Linked DNA regions of Lactuca sativa: region 2 is linked to region 1. Evidence: chromatin contacts called from public Hi-C data. All regions are on one chromosome and are shown on one strand. The core of a region is the stretch at or near the end of the contact, and the rest is flanking DNA. Distances in the headings are between cores, read along the strand shown.

Region 1 (3,406 bases), core at 307-2,806:
AATTTCAAAAAAGAATAATGAACGAAAACAGAAAAATAATTTGAAACCAACCATAACGTGAACCAACTCCTTGGCATCTTGCTGAAAAAGCTAATGTTTCTCTCACAGTCATTTCTCCGATGTGGACATCATTTTGACTGATGTAAGCTGAAGTTCTTTCGGGTACAAATTCATGCAACTCGTGCCCATTGTAAGTCACCTTACCAGAACTCTATATTTACGAAAAAACCAATTACTTGAAGTTCTAGAAGGGTGACGATAAAGATCCACAAAGGGTAAAGATGTAAATTTACCTTAAGCGATTTGTCGAGTGTCCCAGCCAAAGCTAGCAAGAGGGTCGTCTTCCCAGAACTCGGTGGACCCAAAAGTAATGTCATTCTACATAAGTTTTGTTAAAGATTATGAGTACAATTAATTTAATATATAATTTTAATAAAAAAAAATAAGATTGTTTTTATCACCTGCTAGATTTAATGCAACCACTAACATCATCGAGAATGGTTATATGTTTCTTTGAATTCGGAAGTAGATTGAATCTAGCCAATAACCCCTATGAGACATAAAAATGAACAGAAAAAATTAAGTAAAGTATTAAATAGATCAAATCTGACTTTGATTGAATTCTTACCTCGAAAAAGTCAATGTGGAAGTTGATGAAACTAGGTAAAGCTCGACTACCAGTGTTAACATCTGCTTCGACAGTGACATGTTCATATCTAACTTCGATTGTCGGCAAATCAATCCCAACTCTACAAAATTCCCACAAAAAATAACGATCACGATTGAAATCAAGAAATGAAAAAAATAAATAAATAAAGAGGGAAAATGGTAACCTGTCGAGTCTGGCCCTGAGCTTCAACAAGAAGTTCTCATTATCTTCATCGGCAGTTTTGACAAGCCTATCGAGTAAATGCTTTCGATCTTCTACTCCAAGATTGTCGATATCAACTTCGTTAGATGGTCCAGTTGATCCAAAAAGTAAACCTTTCTTTAAACGATCGAAAGTTGGTAGCTTTTCAAGAGAAGCCCATTTAAGAGCTTCTTCATCGTCGTCTTCGCGGGAAGATTTCGAGAAAACATCCATGCCGGAATTCCTCCATACTGAAGTACTTCCAGATCTTAAACTTGGTACTCGTGTACTCCCTGCTCTTAAACTCCCTAACCTTATACTATTAACCGCTTTGTATATGTCACTTCCATCCATTGTTACTGAAAACGCTAATCAAAACCCCCAAATTTTTGGCCAAGAATCCAAAATTTGTATGAACTCCCCTGAAGGAATTAAAAGCCTGGTGGGGTTTTTTGATGAAAGTGGAAGAACAGTGTGATATTTTCTTGAATATGGGGAAGAGAGAGAAAGTGTATCTCGTAGATGTTGTAGTCTGTAAAGATACAAATCTGTATATGGGAGAGGGGAGATTGAAGATGATACAGGAGGGGTGTGTGTGTTGTATCAAGGTGTATATTTTGTAAGGAAAGCAAATCTTCTTTTTAAAGGATTTGAGGCGGCTATGCTAAATGAATGGGAAAGAACAGCGCAGCCTCAGGCGGCTAAGTTTGAATTATTGTTGGAAGATACTTCTTCCTTTTGTTCCAGAACAAAACATCGTAATAAAATGAATAAATTGTAGAATCAGTCCCTTGTACTATTGCTTTTAAATCAGAAATGAAATATATAATATGCCTGTTTCAGTACTTAACAGACCTTCGTTAGTCAAAGTAGTCGAATCCAATTCTGAAAATGTTTTAAAATAGCACTAAAAACATGTCATTATGTACATGTTAACATGCATTCACGCTGCATTGAGCTCCATAAAATTCAATAGATCGTCACATCATTTTTCTATAATCCATAGAAATCTATTATTTTTTTTCTCTACAATGCATTGAACTCTACAAAGTTCAATAAAATGTTACAAAAAATAGTCATTGAACTCCAAATTTATTAAATGTTAAGGTGACATATCATAATAATAGAGTTTTATTCATTGAATGACACATGGGTTTGTCACCTCATTCAAGATTCAACTCTCCAATTGAACTCACCATTATGAATACTCTTATGTATGAGAAAAAAAAACCAAAATGATGTTTGGGTTTAATTATGAAACTGAATCGAATGAGGTTTGGGTTTAATTAGCTTGGTTTATTTAGTTTCCACTTAATTTGGTTTGGTTAACCAAATAAGGTTATTTTATTTGGTTTGGTTTTGGTTAAAATTCATTTTTTTGGTTTAACCGAATAAACTATATAATTAATAAATAAATAGATTTATATTTTATTTCTATAAATTAAATTAAACCTAGGAATAGGCTTTGTTGCTTAATATATATATATATATATATATATATATATATATATATATATATATATATATATATATATATAGTTTGGTTTTGGTTAAAATTCATTCTTTTTGGTTTAACCGAATAAACTATATAATTAATAAATAAATAGATTTATATTTTATTTCTATAAATTAAATTAAACCTAGGAATAGGCTTTGTTGTTTAATATATATATATATATATATATATATATATATATATATATATATATATATATATATATATATATATATATATATATATATATATAGTTTGGTTTTGGTTAAAATTCATTCTTTTTGGTTTAACCGAATAAAATATATAATTAATAAATAAATAGATTTATATTTTATTTCTATACATTAAATTAAACCTAGGAGTAGGCTTTGTTGTTTAATAGATGGTATATATATATATATATATATATATATATATATATATATATATATATATATATATATATATATATATATATAAAAGAAAAATCGTGTCGTCATTTTATATATATGCTACTAGGTGTGAGACTCATGTATTACATGAGTTTATTTAAAAAAAACTAAATACATAATTCTATACTTTTGAAAAGTATGAATTTATAAGAAAAGTGAGAAATATTGAATTATAAAAATTAAAGTGTTTTTTTTCTCGTTTAAATTTAAACAAATAATTTAGATAAATAAATAAAGAAAATTAATGAATCTTTAATTTGGTAATTTTAAAATTAAAAGAAAAGTTTATTAATGAAATTAATATGTATTTATTATTGAATATAAATAGTATCTACAATTTAGTAAAATAAAAAAACCATAAAATGACATGTGGAATAAAAATTAATATAAGATAACCATAAAATTACATGTGACAAAATAAATGAGAATGTAACATGTGACAAAAATATCTTTATTTATTAGGGAGGGTTATAAATATATATGTTATGTAGTCAAAGTGGAATATTCAGTGTATCTTTTTCTATGGAGCTCTAGCTACTTAGGCATAGAGCTGACAAAAATCGACCTAATCCGTCAATCTAATCTGAACCCAACCCAAAATTAATGGGTTAGATTGAGATTTTCAACCCA
Region 2 (3,406 bases), core at 660-3,159, 380 kb after region 1:
ACATAAAAGACAAGCTAGTAGTGTCCATTATTACATTAAGATTAACATTGGTTACATTATCATTGTTTGGTGTTTCAAGCTAGTAACGGCTTCCTTGATAAGCATTGCGTGTCATTGACACGCGCGTCGTAAGGTTACGACGCGCGAATGCGTGTCGTCTTCCTTTATGACATGGCCTTCCTTGATACGCATTGCGTGTCGTAATTGCGCGTCGTAAATGCACGTCGTCTATAGACGACGCGCAAAAGCGTGTCGTCTCTCTTTATGACAGGGTCTTCCTTGACACGCATTTGCGCGTCGTCTGAGCCGTTTACGACGCGCAATGAGCGTCGTAAAAGGCTGTTTTTCTAGTAGTGACTTTAAAAAGACCCTCACTAAGATATCCCTTTCCAACATGTAAGGTATTGTTGAAACTTTGTTTAATGAAATTAGCCTTGTAGGACTTGTCCAATACTGGAAGCAAGAAAGAAAAATCTCTTCCTTATAAGCATAAGCATTACTAGTTTATCAATATGGATAAAACATTAGGCTAAGATGGATGAGCTTGGAATGTTGTTTTAGGCTATCTTAATTGGGCATAAATTTAGGCTTAATTAAAAAGATATTTAATTAATCAGGCAGACCCCAAGAGGCCCAAGGCCTAATGCCAATCCATGCAGCTTGTATATATATTTATTATTTGTACTTTACATGGAAACAAGAAACAACTTGAAACATATAATATGATCAAACATACATCCGGTGCTACCTTGATTTTGAACAATATACAACTCAAATTCCACAGTAAGATTTGATGGGGCACTTAGATCTCTTCCCTTCATCTGTGTAATAGTAATGAATGTATTTGTAGTTGTCGAATGCCTCAAATTGTAGAGGATTGTCTTCATCAACGAGTTCTTGAGGAATCTCTATATTCAAATCCCTGATAAACGTAAATAACCCTAATGAAAATCGCTCTTCATTTCCTTGCATCATCACCCTATGACACGGTGCTTCAATTCTTCCATTTGTCCATGCCTATGAAAATGCAAACATCATAAATTTCACAGATTTTCACAATACTATTAATACTAGCTAGTTAGTATGCTACCTACCATGCAAGCATCGCCTGCCATGACTATGAATGATGACGGAGAAGGATCAACTTCAATCCATTGTCCATCTTTTGTCTTTATCTCCAAACCCTTTACTTGTTTTTGATGAAGAATGGACATGAAACTCTTATCAGTGTGAGGAACAAGACCTAGATTTTGCCCATTGCCTTGAGGGCATAGGTACTTTATGAATCGAAGAAGATAAGTTGTCGACCCAAAGAGAGACTTATAGTGTTGTTCTATTCCGTAACTTTTTGCTACCATCCCCATAACTATCTGATCTAATTCCGCTACAGCCTTTGAGAACATCAATGCACTTTTACTAAAAAAAAATGTGAAAAATGAATTATTAGTAGATGTTGGATATAACGTAAAGTAAGAAAGCATACCTAAAACTTTCATTCCCATAAGGCCACATGAGTTTTGTGAATCTTTCAGCTCCTTTCGTAGTTGTTGCATCCTCAATGCCTAAGCCTTCGTAAAGAGGAACTATGGGTTCTTTCCCAACATAACCATGAGATGGTGTATCTGAAGTGTTTAGGACTTTGGTTTCAATAGGAAGATCAAAAAGGTCTTGTGATGCAAGGAAAATCGAGTCATGGAGTTCTTGAGAAACTCCATCATACATGGCTATGAAACAACCATATTCCTCAAGCCCACGGATAACTTCATCACACTTTGTGATCCAAGAACTTGAAGCAGGGTTTATGTTTTTACGAGTGAGGTCGATAACAGGAAGTTTGGATTGTGTCAAGGACCCCATTATATCGTAGATGTTTGATTTTGTTCTCTACGGGTTTAAAACTCTTTAACACCATTATGATATATAACTAGTATTGCATGCAGAAAATAGTTTAAAATATTGTGTCCTGAAATTTTAAAGTATTGAAGTACATATATGGTAGAACATCATTATCATTAGTGGTCCAATTCCGGAAAACGAAATAGAAGTTTGGTACCACATGAGTCACTTAATAGCTACATGATTGTACCTTTAATTGCTTGATGTTGACTAATTGCTCTTTAGTTCAAGCTAATAAGCTAATAAGACTTAATTAATTGTTTGATTGATGCATGGTCGTTAATCAATATCATTTCTCAAATAAAAAAGTACAAAGGCGATGCTGATTTTCTCATAAAAACATTGTTAAATTTGTCACGGTTACGATAAGTTGTTTACTACGGTCCCCTTTTATGATGTTAGATTTTTGGTATTGTTTTTGTGCGCGTCCTATTCGTGGTGTATGATTATATAATTGTGTCATCCCTATGTTAATCAAATCATGATGGTTCTAATTGCAATAATACATGTCAGAACTCAGAATCTCGATCTTGTTTTGACTACATTAATTTTTTCAATAGACCTACAATATCTGAACCAACAGTTTGCGTATAAAAACAGAGTTCACTCGTGTGTAATGATATCGAGGTGTATGAGTTCACGATATGAACAATTCTTGCACCTGTTACAAACATAGCGCACATCACGGGTTGCATGAGCTATCATCACTTTTAATTTATTATATGATAAAGTAAATATTATAATCTACTTTAGCATTTTCATTTTACTTATAGAAATAAGAATACAATATAATGATATGTTATCTTATATCTTTTCATTCTGATTTTATTCAGTAAAATATTAATCAAGTGGACACACCCTCATTAATTAGAGCAGCATACTTCAGTGGCAAACATGATGCTTACACCTGATCATAGGTTAAATTTTTTACATGTTTAATACAAAAGATATTTAGCGACAAATGATATATTTAAAGATATGTTAAAATAATGCTACTGACAAGTTATCGTGTAATTTTTTTAATGAAAATGTATAATGATTTATAATTAATTCGTTTTGAACATTGAGATATGATGTTTAAAAACATGACCTTAATTTCTTATAATTACACTAAAAAAAGTTGGAAATTGAACATTTGTTTTTCGTCGTTATGGAATGATTCTCCATGAAACCTGCAACTTGTTCCAGCTGATGAGACTTGCCCTGTTTGTCGCAAGGCAGACTTGGATTTTTTTGGAAGCACACAGTTCATTGTAAAGAGCTCTCAGGTTTGAAGTACCAATATGATTTGGTTAGGGATATTCGTTTCGATATATTTAGGCGCACTGGGGTTTCTGCCAAGGAAAAAGCATCTGCGAACTTTCTAACCGACCCATTGGAAGGAAAATCAACACTTAGACCAACTGATGTTTTAGTATTTGGATGGGCTGGAGGGAAGCATCTATGCGTTGATCTAACATGAGCTTTCCCTCTTGTGAGCTTGGGGAGTGAGGTTTTCACAGTGATGCAA

What was found. A called contact is a pair of places that touch in the nucleus more often than the background predicts.
Region 2: a contact with region 1 is called in a Hi-C map of leaf, with 5 times the contacts expected there. The contact joins the promoter of LOC111877160 here to the promoter of LOC111877125 in region 1. A contact is called at or near these places in 3 of 4 Hi-C or Micro-C datasets (bud and leaf).

What each region holds. Positions count from the first base shown.
Region 1 is chr4:188,668,439-188,671,844 of Lsat_Salinas_v11, forward strand. LOC111877125 (pleiotropic drug resistance protein 1) reads right to left here and starts at 1,557. Exons shown (of 22, transcript XM_023873658.3): 1 at 834-1,557; 2 at 629-749; 3 at 462-550; 4 at 294-378; 5 at 52-211. The coding sequence starts at 1,204.
Region 2 is chr4:189,048,403-189,051,808 of Lsat_Salinas_v11, forward strand. It overlaps LOC111877160 (probable 2-oxoglutarate-dependent dioxygenase AOP1), which reads right to left and starts at 1,910. Exons shown (of 3, transcript XM_023873689.3): 1 at 1,484-1,910; 2 at 1,095-1,416; 3 at 572-1,017. The coding sequence starts at 1,857. The coding sequence ends at 772.